Regions from separate parts of the Mus musculus genome. Here all the other regions are linked to region 2. A link is a contact called in public ChIA-PET and Micro-C data. All regions are on one chromosome and are shown on one strand. Each heading gives the region's core, a stretch centred on a gene start, on an enhancer-like site or on the middle of the called end of the contact. The rest is flanking DNA. Distances are from core to core; before and after follow the strand shown.

Region 1 (2,700 bases), core at 32-2,531, 140 kb after region 2:
GTAAAACTCCTAGGAATGCTGAGAGCCCAGTTCAGCCACAGGACCAGCATTCCACTCCACTCCCTTTCTCCTTCCCAAGAGCAGCGACCCTCGACCCTTGACCCTTGACCTGGGAGTACCCAGGCTGGTTCCAGGACACACAGCACCTAAGCAAGAAGCTGTCAAAGCCTTAGGCCTCTACCCTCTTCTGTCTACACAATCAGGGGCAAGATTATGGGATTCTCCGACCCAGCCTGGGCGAACCAGCCACCAGAAAACCAACACCATCACTCCGCTCTCATCACTCAATGCTCCTGGACAACCATACTAACCACTGTCATGCCCCTATCGGTCCCCTCCCCACTCCACCCTCTCCCTCCCGGAAAACAAGGCGGAATCCAGGGCTAAGGGCCGAGGCCAGCCCCCAAAACCACCTCCAGGAATGTGACGGAAAAGACCATCATCCCTGTCCTAAAAAACAGGGCAAGACTATTCTGGAGAGCTTCAAAAAGTTCTGTCCCCCGTCCCCCCCCCCCCCCCCCGAACCAAAGCTGCGAAAATGTGCTCTGGTGTTCCCACAACTTCAAGCATTCTTGTGCGTGCCATGGATCAAAGGTTTTCCTTACACTTAAACAGCGGCCAATTTGAATAATCTTGGGTGTGTTGGGTTTGTTGTTGTTTTTTTTTTTTTTTTTTTTTACTTTTTTTTTTTTTAATGCACCAGAGGTTTTCACAATCTGATGAAAACTTTTATAGACCATGCAAGTTTGTCCTTAAAGTCCCTGACTGAGACCAAGGCTAGGAGCGCAACAACACCTGCCTGCTGTGTGCGCCCAGAGAGAACTAGCTAGGCGGAGTGCGCCCCGCCCTCGAGGTTTCCCTCGGGCCACATTGAAGGGCGCCACCGCAGCTCCCGGGGCGCCTCGTCGTCGCCTCCCTGCCTCCTTCGCGCGCAGCACCCCGACAGCCCCGAAGTTCCACCGCCGCGCAACCCGCTTTGCCCGCTGTCCGGCGCTGCGCGCTCACCCGCCGTAGTGCGCCTTCAGACGGACGCGGCCGCCGCTCCGGTCCATCTTGGGGTCCGTCCTGCTGGGCATGGCGCACTCAGCCAGCCGCCGTCAGCGCTGCTTCCAGGGCGCTCCGGCCATGGCTAGCGGCCCCGGAGAAGGGCCGGGTTGCCAGGCGGGGCAGACGGCGGAACGCGGAAGGGAGCGCGCGGAAGGGAGCGCGCAGCACGGGACAGACGGCACCCGCCTCGCCAACTCCGCGGAACTTGGGCGGTGCGCGGAGCTGGGGGCACACTGGATGGGGGCGGAACCTGGCCATCGAGACGGCCAATCCACGAGGCGGGAGGCACCTGTGGCCAATGAGGGCTCCCCGGGGCCGCCACCTGGGCCAATCCTCGGGGGGCCGCGCGGCCGCGGCCCAATAACCAGAGTGCAGGATGAACTACCTGTCGGGCGCGGCCCTGGGCCAATGGGAGCGCGCACGTAGTGGCTTTGCCCGGCAACGGGCGGCGACCCGAATAGTCCAGGGACAGTCAGGCCACTCCGCCCCGTGCTTCTGAGTCTGCTGGGTCTGTTGTGCTGAAAGCCGGGCAAACTTTTTGGAGGTGCGGGTTGTCCGATGTTTTCAGACCTTCGGAGTACGAACTCCAGCTGTCCGCAGCGTCCCCGAGGTTGCGAGGAGCTGAGCAACTCCTCAAAGTGCGAGCTGGTCTGGCCCTCCGGTCCCAGCCCTCCCAACTTCAGGGGCATCCCGCATCCCCAGCCAGGAGGGCCTGTCTTTATTCGCCGCCTCTGCACCAGTTAGCTTCTCCGCCGAACAGATCTGGAGAATCGTAAGGTCTTCTTAGCCCTTCGCTTTACATTCCACACGCGTGCCTGGTTCTTCTTGGTGCCAGGCACTGAGGTGACGCTGGAGGGCTGAAAAGACGCAGCGGCCCTGATCTTACATCCCGCGTTCTCTCTAGAAGACACCTATTGGCAGCCACCTGGTCATCTTCAGATGCCTTTTTGTTTGTTTTGTTTTTTGAGACAGGCTTTCTCCGTAGCTCAGGCTGCCCTAGAGCTCTCTCTGTAGACCAGGCTGGCCTTGACCTCAGAGATCCACCTTCTTCTCGCTCCCAAGTGCTGGGATTAAAGGCATATGCCACCCCCGCAGGCTTTAAGTGGCTTTTAAACACTTTAATCTTAAAAATAATTTTTAAAAAAATGGTGGCATGCCTACAATCTCAATATTAGAGAAACGGAGGCTGTAGCCAGCCCGGTAATCCCCAGTAATGCCTCAGATAATTTTTCAAAACCCTTTGAACTCAAACCTGGTTCTCTGCACCTCTGTAGCTTCTGTCATGGCTATTAGCACTCCTTGTCCTCACCCGCCCAGGCTCCTAAGTGCTGAGATTCCAGATGTGTGTCACACTGAGTTCACAGACATATTTTTGTTTATTTTAGCGTTGGGAAATGGACGAAAGTTTTTATTTTAGGTGTATGACTGTTGTTTTGCCAGCATGTGTAGTCCTGTGTATTTGCACACCTCATGGGTGCAGTGCCCTGGAGAGGTTAGAAGAGCTCTGGGCTCACCCTGGAACTGGAGCAAGTTGTGAGATGCCATGTGGGTGCGTGGCAGGTCCTCTGCAAGGTAGCTGGTGAACCCTTAATCCTCCTGCCACACAGTCTTCCAAGCGGTTAAAATGACAGCCTGAGTTAGGCTGTGCTGCTT
Region 2 (2,700 bases), core at 106-2,605:
CTCTGTCAAGGTCCCATGGTGATATGGGCCAGAAAGTCACAGCCTAGGTCCAGGCACTCTAACCTCCCAGAGCTTGAAGTTGCCACTTTCTCAGACCTTCAGAGCTTAGCCTGAATGGTCAAGGGCTATGAGCCCCGAGAGGGCTCTCCCGTTTACTCTACTCCATAAGAGCAGCGCTCAGACAACACGAAGATGGCCTTACCCACAAGAGACCGACAAGCCCCCTACTTTTCTAAAATCAAATCAACCCAAGGCCTGATAAGGTCGAACCACGAGCCCCAACCTTTTGAACCCAGAGGACCCAGAGCAGAAGGACCCCACCCACCCACCTTGAGCATAGTTTGCCAACCCCCAAGACCCGGGGACACTTACCCGGGGCACCCTCCGCTTGTACTTGTTGGCATAGTCGAACTTCTCCTTCACGTCGTCCAGGCAGCGGCCAAGGCGGGCCTGCTCCTCCTTGCCCGTGTAGTCCTGGCTCAGCAGGATGTAGGCCCGCCAGTTGGCTGAGTCGAAGCCCCAGTGGCAGGTCCGGTTCTCCAGGGCCTTGTGCGAGTGTACAACGAACTTGTGCGGCGGGTACATGAGGCGGCAGTCGAGGCACTGGATGCAGGCAGCGCTGGGACTGCTGTACAGCTCGGGCACCAGCAGCCCTTTGCACTTGCCGAAGCACTCGTGGTACACGCGGACGCTGCGTTCGCTGAGCTCCAGGCCCAGCGCCAGGCTGGCCGCCAACTCCTTCTTGCAAGGCGGCGGGTAGGCGCCGCCGTAGAGCAGCGCGTTGCACAGGCGCTCGGCGTCCGTCTTAGTGATGAGCCCGCAGGAGGGCGCGGAGAAGGGCAGGATGCCCATGACTTTGAGGATCTCCAGCTGGTCGGCGGTGCAGCGCGAGCAGTAGATGTGCAGCTCATCGCACACGGAGTTGATCTGCTGCAGTGAGAAGTCGCGCAGCACCGAGTTGAGGATCTGCGGCAGGCACAGACGCTTCTCACCTCCCACCACGAAACAAGAGATGGTCTCCCCTTCCAGCACGGTCTCACAGCGCTCGGTGGAGCGGTCCGACGGCATGAAGAAGGGCCCGGGAAGCACGGGCGGCGGCGGCTGGATGGCAGGCAGGTGCAGCACGGGCGGCGGCTCCGCGGCAGTGGGCACCGGCGCCGGCACTGTGGCCGCACCCGCCTCCTTGGCGCTCTCCTTCTTGTAGGCCTCCTGCGCCCAGCGCGCCGAGAAAGCGGCCGGGCCGCCCAGCGAGCTCATGGAGCTCAGGTGGAACTGCTCCAGCGTCTTCTGCAGCCCCGGGTGCGGCTGGAAGCCGCCCCGGCCGGCCGCTGCAGCTTCCATGGTGCGATCGGGCTCCCCCGGCCGCTCCCGCTCCCGTGCGCCCGGGCCCCCACGGCCTCCGCCGCCGCCCCGCGCACCCCGCCGCCGCCCGCGACCGCGGCCACGACCGCCCCCCGTCGCCGGTTCACGGCCGATCACGGCCCCGGCCTCGGCCTCGCCCGGGGGCGCGAAGGCGAAGGCGGGCGGGGCGAAGGGGTCCCGCCGCTGGAGCCCGCCGCCGCCCGGGCCCGGCGCCACATCCACGCGCCCCGCGCCGCGCCCGCCGCCGCCCGGGCCCCCCGCGCGCGCGGCGCGCCGCCGCTGCCCCGCTCCTCCCACCGCGCGGCGCCCGCTCGGCTCGTCCCGGCGGTGCTGACCGGCCGCGTCGCGCCCGCCGCCGGCCCCTGGCGGCCTGCCCGCCCGCGCGGCCGCCTGCCGGCTCCCGGCCGCCCGCTGGCCCGCGCGCGCGGCTCCCGGGACGGCGGAGGCGCCTCTGGCCCGCGGCCTCAGAGCGCCGCGGCGGCGCGGGGCTCTGCGCACTGGGCGCACATCTTTCCGGCGGCTCGCTCCGGCTCGGACTGAGCGCCGGGAGCTGAGCTCACGCCGCCGCGCGCCGCCCCGCCCCGTACCGCCCCGCCCCGCCCGCGCCAGCCCCGCCTCCCGCGTTGTTTGTTGCCGTGCGTCCGCCTCAGCCGGAGTGCGGGCCAGGAATGTGACCAGCTCCGGGCGGGCTCTTCCAAGAACGCGCGCTCCCCCTCCCGGGCTCAGTGGCGCTCGGCTACGCCCGGACCGGACTCGGCCAAGCTCGGCTTTGTCCGCCCACAGCTCGACTCCGCTCGGCTCCCCCGTACCGGAGCTCGGCCCCTCTCGGCAGTGCTCGGCCCCGCTCGGCCCTACTCGGTACCGGCTCGGCCCTGCTCGGCCCTACTCGGTCTCGCTCGGCCCCGCCTTGTGGAGGCCACTGGAGGCGGCCACAGCGGAGGCGCCTGGGGCCCCCCTTCCGGCCGAGGCCGCTTCCTGCGCGGCTGGGAAGACTCCGGTCCTGCTGCCACCACGGTCTTGGGGCCCCCGAAACCCACAAGGCCCCTGCCACAACCACAGGCCAGCTGAGCGGCGGTCCGCAGTAGATCTGCGCCGCTGCCGCCCTACATCCCGGGGTTCCCGTTCTAGGTAGACACTGTGAAGTAACCTTCACTCCCCACACTGCTGGACGTCGTGCTCCACGAGACACTCATAACAAGGACACCACAAAACAAAACCCAGGTTCCCTTCCTCATAGCAAGGATGCCACAAAACATTCGGGTTCTGATACAAGAACGTCTCAAAGCACCCTAGGGTCGCCACACAACCGAAGTTCCTACCCCCATATGATAGGGGCAA
Region 3 (2,700 bases), core at 96-2,595, 190 kb after region 2:
AGAAGAAGAAGAAGAAGAAGAAGAAGAAGAAGAAGAAGAAGAAGAAGAAGAAGAAGAAGAATTGAACTGAGAAATCCTTTGGTTCTTGATTCCCAACTGGCATATTGAGATAAAAGTGGAAGGGAGCCGGGCATGGTAGCATACGCCTTTAATCCCAGCACTTGGGAGGCAGAGGCAGGTGGATTTCTGAGTTCGAGGCCAGCCTGGTCTACAGAGTGAGTTCCAGGACAGCCAGGGCTGCACAGAGAAACCCTGTCTCAAAAAACAAAACAAAACAAAAAAAGTGGAAGGGAGGCAAACCTAATGTATACCTGACAGGCTTGGCCAGCCTAACAGAGGAGTATAGTATACCCCAGAGAAAATTACATGTGTTAGTCAGAGTTTTGTCCCTGTAAACAAATATTTGAGGCAACGTGAAAGAGAAGACCAATTTATTCACTTATTTTACTATAGTGGGGATTATACTTCATACCACAAATATTAGTATTGGATATGGTTACTTCACAACCCTCTCTGCTCAGCCATATACCAGGGTCAACCCAGAGTAGGAGGCCCAGTTCACATTCTCCCTCAGCTAAAGGTTACAAACCAACTGGCTATCTTTCCCAAATTGCTTTACTAGGACATCCGGCTTCCATACACAAAGCTCTAAACTTATAGAACACCTGGGTTCGATCCCCAGCCACACACACACCTATACAGTATTGCAGTGGTATTTCACAGGCAAAGTATCTGAAGGGAGTGCAGAGGTACCCCCCACCAATCTCCACTGACATTTCCACAGGCTCTGTATTATTTTGAGGACTTCTTAACGCTGAAGGTTCTCCATCTCCAAGACAAAACTACAGGAGTTGCCAGTCATCCCTGCGACTCTGAGGAAAGGGAACATGTCCTGTCCACTGTTGAGCCCACCTCCTGCCCGGACTAGTGACCACGCCAACTTAAACGACCAAAAACAATCCAAAGAGTCCTGTGAGTTATCCAGAGGAGTCAGATGTCACCACCTAGAGGGCACAACACAGGCTGCAAAGCCCTGGGAGAGCCAGAATTCAGATCCAAGAGACGCAGGAGATCCTAACTTCTGCGTAAATGGTCTTTTAAGTAAGCAGTTGACCCAAGTTTCAACTGGCTTTAGACAAGTTCTCGAGCACCTGCCCCAGTCTCCAGGAGAATCGTCTGGGCAACAGTCAGCTTTGACTCTGCCCTCCGCGATGCTCGTCCCACTTTACCCCCGCTGTTGCACTACGCCTGCGCACAAGCTCTCCCTCCGCAGCCTCAGCCCCGCCCGCTACCCCAAAGCAGCCTTCCGTTGCCATGGAGCTGCGCGCCCAAACTACGCAGCCTCAGACCCACGGTGGCTGGGGGCAGTCGGGCCGTTAAGAGGCCATGGTCTAGCGGCTTAAGGAACTGATTCTGCGGGGGCCAGTGCTGAGGAACCGTCGCCGAGGATCTGTTTCTGGGAGGCGACCTAGTTACTGGACCACTTTCTAGGGGTCATTTGTGAGGAGCTGTTGCTAAGGGGCAGTCGCCAGGGACCATTCTTGAGAGGTTGTTGCTGCTGAGGGACCACCACCGAGGAGCCGTTCCTGAGGAGGTTTGCCAACAGTGCAGCCCACTCTTGGGGGACCTTTGCTGAAGTCTCATCGCTGAGGGACATCACTGGGCTGCCCAGAGAGGTGGGTACTGGCGACTTCAGCCTTGGGGCTGCACTGAGGATGCGCTGAACAAGGGGTAACTTTTCTGCGTGGACACGTGGCGGTGAGTCACGTGGTTACCACAGCCTATGAAGCGTCAGCATCAATCCTGCTGGTGAAGAGCCAGGCATCAGTCTGAGAGCTGAAAGTAAGAGTCACCTCCCGCTGTTCCAGCCTGGCTTTAAATACAAAACCCTTCATTGCAAGTGGATAGGCCTCCTTAGCTTGATTTTTCCATAAAATGACTCCCTTATCTGGGTAAAAATGCTTAGCAAAATACACCCTGAATGAAGGTGTGCTGTGGGCCAAGTAATGAGTGGACTAGTAAGTAATGTGAGCTAGGTAATGAGTAGACTGCTCAGGTATTCATTGATGAATATTGTCTTCAAACAAATGATGCCTACCTTCTTGTGTACAATTTAAGAACTGATTATCAAACAATTTATCAAAAGCCCACCCAAGCCAATAAATAGAATCTTGTCTTCACCCATAACATAGTACCCTCCTCTCCTGGTTAACTATGAACAAACCCGTGATTCTCACTTCTCCTCGTGTGTAACCGCACACCTTTGCTTATCTTAGATTAGAAATTTATTCCTGAACAGTAGTTTTTGTTAATGGTTTGATTGGTTTTTGAGAAAGGGTTTTTCTGTATGGTCCTGGTTGTCCTGGAACTTGCTCTGCAGACCAGGCTGGCCTCAAACTCAGAGATGTACCTACGTCTGCTTCCCGAGTGCTGGGACTAAAAGGCCTGTGCCACCACACCCAGCTTGAAGCCCTCCCCTTCTTGTCTTTAAAATAAATAAGACGAGCTTCAAGACTGACAGAATACATTTCTGTTGTGTAAAGAATTCAAGTTGGAGCACTTTGTTATGGCAACCCTGGAAAACTCCTGTGACAAGTGAGAGTTTCTGCAGCCCTCTCTAAGGAGAGGGCTGTCCTCTCAGAAGAAAAGATAGAACAGGCAGTACAGTGGCCCCAGGGACACCCAACGTCCCAATCCTCC

What was found. Hi-C and Micro-C count contacts between places; a contact is called where the count stands out from the background. ChIA-PET counts read pairs in DNA pulled down with a chosen protein or histone mark.
Region 1: a contact with region 2 is called in a Micro-C map of embryonic stem cells, with 6 times the contacts expected there. The contact joins the promoter of Prkcz here to the promoter of Ski in region 2. A contact is called at or near these places in 2 of 484 Hi-C or Micro-C datasets (both in embryonic stem cells), 2 of 115 datasets of contacts at active chromatin or transcription factors (embryonic stem cells and memory CD8 T cells) and 2 of 9 other capture datasets (liver and pancreatic islet).
Region 3: an RNA polymerase II ChIA-PET map of memory CD8 T cells shows a contact between it and region 2, with 5 read pairs. The contact joins the promoter of Cfap74 here to the promoter of Ski in region 2. A contact is called at or near these places in 1 of 39 promoter capture datasets (hippocampal neurons) and 1 of 115 datasets of contacts at active chromatin or transcription factors (memory CD8 T cells).

Annotation. Positions count from the first base shown.
Region 1 is chr4:155,360,147-155,362,846 of GRCm38.p6, forward strand. Prkcz (protein kinase C, zeta) reads right to left here and starts at 1,282. Exons shown (of 18, transcript NM_008860.3): 1 at 1,006-1,282. The coding sequence starts at 1,076.
Region 2 is chr4:155,221,180-155,223,879 of GRCm38.p6, forward strand. Ski (ski sarcoma viral oncogene homolog (avian)) reads right to left here and starts at 1,356. Exons shown (of 7, transcript NM_011385.2): 1 at 373-1,356. The coding sequence starts at 1,341.
Region 3 is chr4:155,407,895-155,410,594 of GRCm38.p6, forward strand. It overlaps Cfap74 (cilia and flagella associated protein 74), which reads left to right and starts at 1,346. Exons shown (of 39, transcript NM_001368738.1): 1 at 1,346-1,676. The region is part of intron 2 of 5830444B04Rik (RIKEN cDNA 5830444B04 gene); the gene reads right to left.